Linked DNA regions of Gossypium arboreum: region 1 is linked to region 2. Evidence: chromatin contacts called from public Hi-C data. All regions are on one chromosome and are shown on one strand. The core of a region is the stretch at or near the end of the contact, and the rest is flanking DNA. Distances in the headings are between cores, read along the strand shown.

The links. A called contact is a pair of places that touch in the nucleus more often than the background predicts.
Region 1: a Hi-C map of leaf shows a contact between it and region 2, with 2.5 times the contacts expected there. The contact joins the promoter of LOC108475972 here to the promoter of LOC108474849 in region 2. A contact is called at or near these places in 2 of 5 Hi-C or Micro-C datasets (both in leaf).

What each region holds. Positions count from the first base shown.
Region 1 is chr3:12,478,643-12,485,039 of ASM2569848v2, forward strand. LOC108475972 (paired amphipathic helix protein Sin3-like 4) reads left to right here and starts at 4,237. Exons shown (of 24, transcript XM_017777993.2): 1 at 4,237-4,832; 2 at 4,966-5,147; 3 at 5,710-5,868; 4 at 5,971-6,157; 5 at 6,230-6,328. The coding sequence starts at 5,071.
Region 2 is chr3:12,284,684-12,291,216 of ASM2569848v2, forward strand. LOC108474849 (disease resistance protein RPV1-like) reads right to left here and starts at 2,642. Exons shown (of 5, transcript XM_017776877.2): 1 at 1,957-2,642. The coding sequence starts at 2,492. It also overlaps the pseudogene LOC128290341.

The DNA.
Region 1 (6,397 bases), core at 2,987-5,486, 200 kb after region 2:
GTGTTCTAAAATATTATGTTAAAGTTAACAGTATTAAAGTAATGATTTTTTGTAGATGAAATTTTAATTCATATTCAAATGATAAGTTATTAGATCTAATTATTTAATATTTTATTACGAGTTATTATCTACTTTTCATTTTCGTTATTTCTAAAATGTTATTTTATTCTCTTAAATATATTTTTTCAAATCTAATGGAAGTGTATTTTAAATTAGACTAATTCTGATTTAATTAGTATATATATATTTTAAAATTATAAAATATATTATTTAAAATAAAAACGTAAAATCAGGTACAAGTTACAAAATATTGGGAATAGTAATTGGGCCTGGAGGCCATTAAACTCGCCTTTCGTGGTCCTTAAGAAAAATAATGTCAAAGTAAATTGGACTTGGTTGGAATTCTAAATCTCCTATATTCGTATAGGCTTACCTTCGGTAGTTCAATTCTTAGACCACTTCCTATGAATGCTTGTCTATGCATATTGAGAAGGAGACAGTGACGTCACTTTGTTTGCCAATTCCCTCTTACTTGGTATATTTATTGCCAAGGTTGAGAAGGAACAAAATTATTATTAGACATTCGTTTTATACGAGTTCTAATATTGTATAAAAAATTTGTTTATTATTTAATTATTTAACTATTATATTTTATTTATTTTATAATATAATTTCCACTAATATATATGTTTTTTAATTATTTAATATCTAAAAATAAAAATATATTTAATTGTAATTTGTTTGGTTTTTTTCTTTTACCGTTCAAAAACATATTTTATTTTAATCTGGTTATATGATTATAAGTATGTTCCCAAATATAATTGTCCAATATTTATGATACACTGATTTAATGTTCGTTAACTTAAAAGAAAAAAGAAGAGTTTTTAATGAATAAAAAATTAAAATAAACAAATCAACACACAAAAACCCTCTCATTTAAGCTTTTTCATTCATTAATAGTTATCTCAACGAGGGTTTTGGTGCCTAATTTTATACCAAACTGAAGCCACAGAGTAGCGGACTAGCAGCGTACCCAAGGAAAGCCCATGTTGCTGATTACTTGATATTGCAGGGTGCAGCTTTATCAACTGAAAAGCCAATTGCATTGGTTGCAATTGTTTCCTCCATCTATATGTTTTAGGTCTTTGACTCAAGGCAATACATAATCATCGTGATTTAATGAACAAAATTAAGCAAACTTGATTATGCTGTTAATAAATTTAAATTTTAATCTCTATATTTTTTATTTTTAGGAATTTAACACGTATTTTTAAGAATTTAATCTTTTTATTTTTAGATTTTAAAATTTTAGTTAAGTTGTTCAAATTTTTAAATTTGTTGGTATGATGTTTTGAAATAAAAAAATAACGTAACTAAAAAAATGATGTTGTAATGAATTTAAAATTAAAAATTAATTATCGATGTTAACAGTTGGACATGAATTTTAAATCTAAAAAATAAATAAACTAATTTCCTAAAAATAAAACTCGTGAAAAGTACATAAACTTAATTTTAAAAGCAAAGTTATAAAACCGCCATGAATCTCATTTATTTACTATTTTTAAATATCAATTAAGGAAAAATAAATGTTTCTTAATTTCACTTGTGATATTACAAAAGAAAAAATTCTACCTTTAATATATCTAATAATCATCCTTATTATATATACTAATATGGTTCTCAACTAGACTTGATCATGGGTTGAGTTATGTATTCTATACCCAAAGGCCCATCTAAAAAATGAGAGAATTTAAGTACAAAATATAGGCTCGAAAAATAAACTTTGACAAAAAAAAAAAAGGCTCATTTTCTCAAATGGTCAAGTCTTAAGTAAGAATTTTTTGTTGGGGCCTGAGTCAGCCCAAATATGTCCTTTTTTCTTTTGCTATTGTTTTTCTATCATTTTGCTTGCTAAGTTTTAACTATCTTTATATTATTTAAGTATAAAGATTTTTTAATGTATTTTTAATTTGTTGCGAAAATTTTATTTTAATGTTTTTAGTGTATTTAATGTATTATATTTTTTAAAAATTATTTTTATATAAAAATAATATAAAAAATTTAATGCGGGTAGGGTCAAGCTCGGGTTTAGCATCTTTTTATTTGGAACGGGTATGGGCAAAAATTTTAGGACCATTTTTTGGGTTGGACCGGAGCCTAAAAAACATGCCTACATTTTGGCATCACCCCGATTCAAACTCAACTTGACCCATAACTAGGTCTGTTTTTAACCTACGTTTCGCATTAAGTTGGTTATTTGTTCGTGTCAATTTATAAAGTAAAAATTTGAAAGTTAAAACATGCTCCAAGTCCCTAACACCTCCTACATTTGAAATTTAGTCCTTATTTTTATTTTTAGAATATAGTCTTTTAGTTTTTGGATTTAAAAATAGATATCCCAACAAATTGAAAATACATTAAAAAAAAAGTCTTTATACTTAAATAACACTAAGATAGTTGCAACTTAGCAAACAAATATCTCTAAAATAGTAGCAAAATTTACAATAAAATAAGAGTTATATAATATCTAAACAATAACAACAAAATAGTAGCAATATAATAGCGGAATGACAACAAAATAGCAACAAACAACAGCATAAAAGAAAGTTTAGGTTGATTGGATCAGGCCAAGGAAAATCTTACTCGAGGCTCAAACCGTGTAGAAAAATAGGCATTATTTTTTTATCCAATCTCATTTTTTGGGCTTATATTTTTGCTCAAGCTTGTCACTTTTCAAGTAGACCATCAGGCCTAAACAGGTGGCTCGACTCATGATTAGGTCTATTACTACTGTTAAAATTCTTCTATTAAAATTTTAAAATAAAAAAAATGTTCACTTGATAGTCACGTAACAATAAAAATAATGTTGAAAATATTGATTAGAATTTCTTTTAAAAACACACATTCAATTCGTTATGGTAAAAATCAAAATTTTGTTAGAATAATGTTAAGAAAAATAGCATTAGCATTTTGATTGAAATAGTTAATAATATTAATTATTTAGAGTAACTAATAATATTATAAAAATAAAGGGATTAAATTATGTAAAAAATAAAATATATAGATTAAATCTTAAGTTTCAGCATAATCTAGAGGTTAAAATTAAAATTTGACTATTGTCTTATAAATGGGTAACCGTATATTAGTCTCTATAATTTTTAGAATATTCGGATTATACATAATCATGTAATATTTTAATCGAAATAAAAATATTCTAAAAACATAACTTGAAAAAAGAAAAAAGAAAGAGAATTGCCACTTATATAACCTTCCTTCCTTTTATATAATACGTATTATATATTGAATTATAAAATGAGAGTTGTTATTATGATGGTTAATTAATAAAAAAAAGAAAAAAGAAAAGAAAAAGAAAAATAAACTAATATAAGTAGATCTCCTATACAAAGAGCCGAACCGACAAGGCCAGCTTAACTTGGGTCAGAAATTGCGGTTGAACCTTGGGTAATCCATGGGCTTAGCCCTCACTTCATGTATTTGTTCACTGACCCAGGCTTTCACCAGCCCATTACTTTTCACTTCTAAATTTCCCTTTACACCTTATCCTTTTGCAAGTAGTATTAACACAAACCATCAAATAACTCAAAAGAAATCCTTTCTCCAATCCATGCAAGCAATTTTTTTTAATGTTTTCTTTTACTTTCTCAATGTAAGAAAAACTTTTAATGTTTTGTCTAATCCATTTAACTCTTATCCCTTATTTTTTCGAAGCATGATTGTTAATATGATCCAAAAATAGAGAAGTAAACCCAGAAAAACATTAACATTGTCATTTTTCACATTCAAAGTCTCCTTCTTCCTATATTTGAAGTTGCAATTTTTTATTTTTACAACATATCCTTTGCTCCCTTCCCAATCCCTAACCCTAATTTCAATTTCATTCAATTTACCCTTTTACCCTTATTTCCCCTTTACAATCTTTTAACCCTATTATTGAAGCTGCCCACCTGCTTTCTCGATGCTTAAGATTTCATAACTTGAGACCCTGTTTTTTTCCAGTTGTAAAATATATAATTATAACTTAAAAAAACTATGATTAAAACAACCGAAATTATTAAATTATTAAAATTTCAGCTAAGGAATTAAAAATATATATATTTTCATATTTGTGATTAATTAACGTAATAGAATATGTTAATACACATATTTTTTTAAAAAACATTACCAACAATTTATGATTTTTTTTTTATAAAAAATTGCCTCTTAGAAATCCCTAACCATACCCTAATTTTCCTTTTATTGATGAAAATAGAATTACCCTTCCAGCACTAACCGACGACAACCGGTAAACCAAAACGAAAGCAACCGGCTAGCGGGCGTGTAATAGCTATCCTCCCCATACCTCCTTTTCTCCTCTTCATACTAGGAATGAGAGAGCAATTGATATCCATCGCGCACTTCCCATTATATAAATAAATCACAAATCTTAAACTCTTTTCCTCTCTTCAAAAATTTTACATCAACAACAAACAACACTGTTTCTCCAAAGCCAAAAATATTAAATAAAAAGAAAATAAATTTTAATTCTCGTAAAATCCCCTCTCTTCAACGTCTTTGCTACAATCACGAGAATCCTTCGATCTGAAATATTCAACTCCTTTTTGTTGTTGTTGTTGTTCTTTGCAGAGTTTGCTTAAGAACACTGAAATTTTTTTTTGTTTGTTTTAATCTTTATAATTTGGCCATTTTTTCCCCCTTTTTGTGTGAGAAAACTGAAGTAATATTTTGGTTTTCTGTTTCATTTAGCGTGCCTTTATCTGCAAGTAATGTAAATTTACTTGTAAAATTCTTCTTGGTGATGATCTGTTGGGGAGGTAAGGAGATAAAAGAAAAAAAAAAGAATTTTCTTCGTTTGGTGATTTTCTGTTTGGTTTTGAGATCTGCTTTGTGCTTAATTTTTGGTTTAAATAACTGTGTTTTTTTTCATCTTCTTGTTGTTGATTGTAGGAATTTCTGTTTGGAGATAAATCAAAGCTCAAAGCATGATTTGTTGGTGAAAATAAAGAAAAAGGTTGGAAAAAACTTCTATCTTGATTGGAAAAAGGAAAAGAGATGAAGCGGTCTAGAGATGAGGTTTACATCGGCGGCTCCCAACTTAAAAGACCAGTGGTTTCTTCTCGAGGAGAAGGGTAAAATAAAATTTTATCTTCTTTGTATATTGAGTATTGTTTGGTCCAATTTCGTGTTTTCGTTATGAAAGCTACAATGAGATTAAGTTTGAAATCGTTACAGGTCAATTACTGTCGTTTTTCTTTCGCTTGTTTAGTTTAGCAGATTTGATTAGTGTTTTTGCTTGTTTAATCTTAGTTTAAGTAAGTTTGGCCTCTTTTATAATTGTGAATTATCTTTGACCTTTGACGAAAAGATATGTTTTTTCCCTAAAGTTCTGGTTGGAAATATTTCATTTTCTCTAAAGATGTTTGTAGATAGCAAAAAATAGTAATATTCTTTCTTTTCCAGATGGGCAAGTTTCCAATTTTTCATCTGTGAAGAGCCTGTGTAGTATTAAGATATGGTTTTATTTGTGCGTAGAAAGGTTAAATGACCCTAGCTGTTTATATACTTTTTAAGGTGATAATGATATATATACACATGTATATGGATATATATTTAAATTCCACATGGAAGAATATGTGATGATTTACTGGAGATCTTTGATCTTATGTTGTATTTTGTTTTTCTATGATGAAGCTCTGGGCAACAGCAGATGGTAGGAGGGACAGGAGCTACCCAGAAACTTACGACAAATGATGCATTGGCATATCTCAAGGCAGTTAAAGATATATTTCAAGAAAAGAGGGAGAAATATGACGACTTCCTTGAAGTAATGAAAGACTTCAAGGCTCAAAGGTTTGATCATTATCGGCTTTTTTCTGAAGTTTTGCTCTTTATCCCCTCATAATGTTTGTACGAAGCAATTTGTGACTTGCTGTAATGGTGGGCTGAATGTAGAATTGATACTGCGGGTGTCATAGCCAGGGTAAAGGAGTTATTTAAAGGGTATCGAGACCTAATTTTGGGTTTCAATACCTTTTTGCCCAAAGGATATGAGATCACCCTCCCATTGGAGGATGAACAACCTCCCCAAAAGAAGCCTGTGGAGTTTGAAGAAGCTATTAATTTTGTAAACAAAATTAAGGTAGAATTTGTGCATTGCTGAATTTTATGAGATAGCTGCATAATATCTGATCTCATTCTTGGATTTTTGCAGACAAGGTTTCAGGGTGATGACCATGTCTACAAATCATTTTTAGACATTTTGAACATGTATAGAAAAGAAAATAAGTCTATCACTGAGGTCTACCAGGAGGTATGTTAGGTTATATTTCCCTTCCTTTCTCTGACTTCCCTATTTGAATGGGAATTGTGTGCTGCCTAG
Region 2 (6,533 bases), core at 1,392-3,891:
GTAAATTTTATTTTGTAGGTCTCAACAACCTATCAGCTAACAATTTAAGTTTTTGTTACCCTTTTCATATAATATTTATACTGTCATCATCTCAATTAATAAATTTATAAAAAAAAACCATCAAAACACTTATCCTCTTGAATTTAGTGTAAAGAATACCCACCTATCCCTTTTTTAAGTTTAAAATAAAAAAATGATTATATTCTTTTTATTATTTAGTTTTGTTCTATTTTTTCTGTCTATTTTAATTATAAAATAATGAAAAATTAATGGCATTAAGATATATTTTATTTTAAAAATTAAAATTTTAAATTTATATTTAAATCAGTTATATATTAATTTATTAAAATTTCATGTAAAATTACTTTATTTAGAAAATTTTAATGGAAAAGAAATTAACTAAAATATAAAAGTAAAAAAAATTCAATGTTAACATATAATTAAATTAAATTCAAGTTTTAAATATTTAACATACATCTGCATAAAATAATTTAAAAAGAAATAGAAAGTAAAAACAAAACAAAAGTAAAATATAATTATCATTGATATTAACTTTTAAAACTATTAAGTAGACCTATTCGAGAGTTAAGCTATCTACCTAAGTTTGAAGGTGCACTCGAAATTTGAAAAGAATTGGGACAAAAATATTAAACCTGAAAATGAGTTTGAGCAAAAAAAAAATTGTTTAAAATATAGGTCGAACTCAAGCTCTAATATTTAAAGCCAGAGTCTGACTCAACTCGACCCACCATTTTCAAGTTTATGTTAATGATATGTTATTTATTTTAGTTTAGTTTATGTATTAAATAAAATTTTCTTTTGATTTTCCAAGAGATCTACTGAAGCCAGTCCAGTTACAAATCATTCATGTTCTGTAAGCTTATTAAAGGGATAAACATTGGTCATAAGTATATTAAGTAATTTATATATCATATAAAAATTAAATATATTATACTATAATGTAAATGTTAAAAATTTTAAATCAGTATATGTTTAGATTTAATAAAAGGAATAAATATTGACAGTAAAAGATGACAAATATATATAATTACTAAATATTAAATAAAAATAATTATATTTTATTTAATAAAAAATATAGATAAGCTTAAATGGATTTAAATAGTCATTTATAAATATAAAAGGTTTTGAACAAAATTTAATGTTCATAATTCGAGACCAAAACCCAATGTTATAGGTTCAAATCCTACAGAGTGTGATTCCGCTCTTGTTAGGTCGAAAATTACACCAAACTAAAAAAATAAATAAATAGCAATTCGAATTTGACCTCTTTGGATAAAATTAAAATTAAAGAATTAAAGGGGTGAGTCAAAAAAGGTAAATTAATTAGTCAAAGATCCAACTAATCACCGGTTACGAATAATCCAACCAAAGTAATAGAAATTAGACCTAAGAAAATTCCAAATAGAAAAATTTCAATCTTTTTTAGGGTTAGAGTTAAGCAAGTATACATGATATTAATAGTTAATACCATGCATAGGTCGTTCCTGAATCCAACCAAACACCTTATACTAAATAAATTCATTTTATAATCATGCAATAAAATAAACAAAATTTTCTAATTTTGAAAATTATATGCTAAAATTTGCAATTAATTTAAAATCTAAATAACACACACTATCAATTTGTGTATATGAAAGCTAGTTAAGCGAATTAATTTGAAATATAGATTGTTAACTAAATAAAACCTAAAACAATCATTAACACTAAATTTAAATTCATCTTTGTCTGACCAAATTCAATAAAATTATTTAAAACCTAAGTTATTTATTTTAAAAAAATATTATAATTCTTCCCTCACTCGCATGGTAGTGTGATTTTTAATTTCTTAAATTTATATCAAAAGCCCTAATGTAATCTACTTAAATATTTAATTAAAATAATTGCAGAAACACGAGAGATTTGAGGTGATTAGTAGATAAAAGGGGAAAACCTTACCTTTTAACGAAACCAGCTAGGGAGCCAACTTTGGCCATGGCTTCCCTCCATCTGTTGGCCTGTTTTTCTCCGAATCTGTTTTCGTGGCTAAAGAAGGCTTCCTTAAAAGGTCCCATCTGTTTTCGAACATGAGAGGGGTCAACCCCATAGAACACAGGCAGAACCAGTCTACGGCACCGGCTATGGAACTCGCAGATCCTGGCCAATTCTTCAAGGCACCAATGGGAGGAAGCGTAATTTTCAGAGAGAATGACAACGAATGCAGCCGAGTCTTCGATGGCTTCCACCAAACTCGGTGCGATCTCGTCTCCACGTCTCAAAGCGTCATCATCTCGAAAGACTCGCAAGCCTTCTCTCACAAGCGAGCAGTACAGGGTGTTGGTGATGCCGTGACGAGTATCTTCGCCTCTGAAACTGAGGAACACGTCCCATCGGAGCCTGAAAGACGTCGGAGTTGTGGTTGAAACTACACCGGCGCTCTCCATTTTATTTCTTCTCTCTCTCCTCTTTAGCTTTTCGATCCCACTTATTAGCATAAATTACCTATGTCGGTGGGTGCAAAAAGAAGGTGGTCAGATTCATTTGAAGCAGCCATGAGAAGAAAAGTATTACATTCGCTCCCTGTACTGGTGACACTGACACTCAGAATACGAGGCTAAGTGAGGAACACGTTTCAGTGTCACCTAAAAATATTTTGGGTAATATCTAGTTTGATCACTCAAATTAAAAGATTTGTATTTTAGTCACTGCCTTAGAAAATTTTTTATTTTAGTGACCAACCGTTAACCCCATAATGGAAGTCTGACTTGGCACACCAAATCCACTATAATATACTTCTTTGACCAAGACAAACTTTTCCACCAATCAAAATTTCCTTTCACTTTTTTCATGGTCATATTTCATCGTTCTTCCCTAACCAGAGTCGTGGGACGTGGGGAAACAACCTCTGAAACACGCTGATTTTGATTATAGTGCACACCCTTTACGCCTCAATGGCCAACCCCATACCTTTCATCTCTCCATAAAACCTCGTTTCAGCCCTTCCCACAACCATTCATTTCGATCTCTGTTTCCATTGTATATCTCTTTTAATTTCATCATTATACTTTTAAAATTGTTTATTCGTTGATTTTTCTTGTCAAATCATATAACATTCTCTACTACCCACATCCTGTTATAGTTCCCATTAATGCATCTGCCATTGTCAATTTCGTTTAAAACCTGTTGTTTTTAACTTTAGGTGTTAGTTATTTTTTGAGAATAAATTTATAATCTTTCTGGATTACCAAAATGTCAATCATTAGATTTGAATCCACTCAAAAACTACAACGCTACAAGCAGTTTTGTAATTGGTTATGCATTTTGTTCAAGCTTACGTGCTGTTATAAACAAAGTTGAAATTACCAAATTCAATTACCCAGGTTTATTGACTGCATTACATTACTTAACTTTTGCTTTAGGGTGGGTTTTGGGCAAGTTTGGAATTTTACGTCATGAACCATGCCAATGTGGAGACTTTCATAGTGTTTAGATCTTTGACACCCCCTTTGGTTGCCTTGGCTTATACAACCTTTAGGAGGCAGCCTTGTCCTTCAAAGCTCACAGTTATGTCTCTTTTGATCATTTTGGGTGGTACTATTGAGTATGTAGCTAGTGATTCCGCTTTTACTTTGATTGCATATTATGGGCGTTTGCGTATTTGGCTACCATCGCTACTGAAACGGTTTACATTAAGCATATGGTGATGAACCTTGGGAGCACTTGGGGTTTTGTGTTGTACAATAACTTGTTCTTAATGATGGCATCTATATTTTGGGTTTTGACCGGAGAATACAATGAGGTTGTTTTCCCATGAAAGTTCTTATAACATGTTAAATTTGTATTGTTTTTTGTGTTTAAATTAGTTAATTCTTAATTGATCCTGTCAAATTTAAATTAGTAATTTTATATTTTAATCTTAACAGGAATACAATTTGAATGTTATAAGTAAAAAAAATGAGAAAAAAAATCAATTTGCAGCACAATGAATAAAGTGAGACCAAATAAAAAAACTTGGAAATAACTAAAGACTCATTATTTCTTTTGATTTTGTGAAAGCTAAAATTAGAAAATCTAATTTTATTTTTATTAAATTTTAATTATGTGTACTGGTTAGTCAAGTCAAATTTATATGTACATTAATAGGACATTTGTGGTAGCTTGAAAAGACATTTGATTTCACTTTAATTAAATAAGAATTATTCTTTTCCTTCCAAATTCAACTTACTTTCGTTTCCATTTCCTTGTTTTTGCAAAATTTGTTTAATATCTTTCCAAGTCCCTTCCCTTCTCAACTTCTATTATTTTCATTCAAATTCACTCCATAGCCAACCAAAGCATAATTAAATCCATGCTTCACTAAATTTTAATTTAGCTTTAGGTTGACATTCTTTTCGATCGGAAATCATAAGATACGTATCCGTACTAAAAATCCTTTCAATCGTTATTCATTATTTTCCTAAGTATTGAGATTGACAAATTCATCTCCTAAAATTAACTCGATTTTAAATCAAAAAGCAAGTTGGGTTGGAGTCATGTTTGCAGACAGTTGGAGAATTGAGTCGGCAGTGCTTTATTTGGATCTCTGAGAACAAATCAATGAAGAAGTGATTGGGTTTAAACAACTCGCGCGGTTGAGGCTGTTAATTCGAGTTGGGTTCTTCAGAACGCAAGGCTGCTGGAATCTTGAATCGAAAACGCGTGTATCTCGGTTAAATAATCGGTAAGGATTGATTTGCAGGTCGTACCGGGATCAACTATAAGATAAAGAATTGACGGTTATAATGTTCTTAATTGCTATAATCAGTTTATTGTTTGGAGGAGAAAATTAATTTTCGAGGATCGATTCAAAATCCAGAATCCACCGAGTCTAGGGCTAGGGCTAAAGCTTATTATCTATGTTTACAAAATCTGAATTTAATTCCCAATTTAATTTTATTTCCAATTTATTTAATTGTTTATTTATGTTATTTAAATTATTTAATTTCTAAACGTTTCAAAACTCGCTTGATTTATTTATTTATTTTTCAGCAAGTTCGTTTGGAGTCGTGGGCACGACTATTGCCACGGTTATCGACATGACAGAAATTCTGATCACAAGTTAAATGCGAAAGTTGATTATAATACCAATCCCTGTGGACTCCTACTATTTAGAGTTATTTTAATTGTAGTAATTATTTTTGATGGTTTCGACGTCCATCAAGTTCAAAGCAAGAACAATGACCAAAAATGAAAATGAAGCCTCCACCAGCACAACCTCAAGGAGATAATTCAAATAATGATGAGATGTATATAACACAACAGATGGTAGTTCTAGAGTAGGGGAAGGCGTCTCTAGTTATCAGAAATTGGTGTGGGGTGATATGGCCGAGTCGGGTGTTGGAAGCAAGGGCATGAGAAGGGAACAAAGTTGGGTTAGGGAAGGAGGAGGAGAAAGAAATATGACCAAAAAAGAAAAAGAAGCATGAAGGAGAATTTTGATTGGTGGAAAAGTTTGTCGAAAAATTTTAATGGGTAGTGATTAAATTATAAGTTTTTTTTAAATTTAAGTGATAAAAATAAAAAAGTCCAAAGAATTGGATCACCAACTAGATAATTTATCCAAATATTTTTTATTCGTTATCAATTAATATATTTTTTAAAAACGATATCTTCCAAGAAATTTTGCAATTGTCTTCCCATATCTCTCACTTTTCTCCATCCATAAAAATGGCATGTTTGGTGCTATAAATTTTATAAAATAAATAAATTAGTATATGATAATATTATAATTTAATCCTAAAATTGATACAATCTTCATTGACTTGCTTCTAACCATTGAAATAAATGTGTCCCAATAAATAGAGAATATTAAAAAACACTTAAGAACACTAAAATAGATGCAACTTAGCAAGAAAATACTTTTAAAATAGTAGTAAAATTAATAATAAAATAGGAGTTATTCAATATCTAAAAATAACAATAAAATAGTAGTAATATAATAGCAAAATAATATGTTTTTTACTCGATAATACAAGAAATAATTAAATACCAAAATGGTATCCTCATGGCATTATTTATAAAAATAGTATGAAATGAACAGTGCCGAGGGTGGTGCCTAAAGGGGTGGCGACACCACCCATTTTTTTTGCCTAATCATTTCCATCATTAGCCCATAATTTGTTTTAAAAGAATATTTAAATTGTGAAGGGTCATATATGGCGACACCAGTATCAAGCACCTACACTGGGCAAAATACGAGTTTCTACGGGTAAAAACAGGTGGATGGGCACTCACTGACGGCACCATTCTTGGAGGGCACATCTCAAGTGGCATCAGTAGGAGGGCCACTGTCAGGCGACACCAGTTGGAGGAGGGAGGCTATTAGGCGGCACCAGTAGGAGACATTGCCAGGCGGCACCAAGCCCTTATATATTTGAGTTGAACAGTTGTAGCAATTTGTATGTTTTATTATAGTGTTGTTTTTTGTTAAAGGCTTGTAGCAATTTTGTTGAATTGTTGTACTATTTTTTGTGTTTTGTTGAATGGTTGTAGCAGTA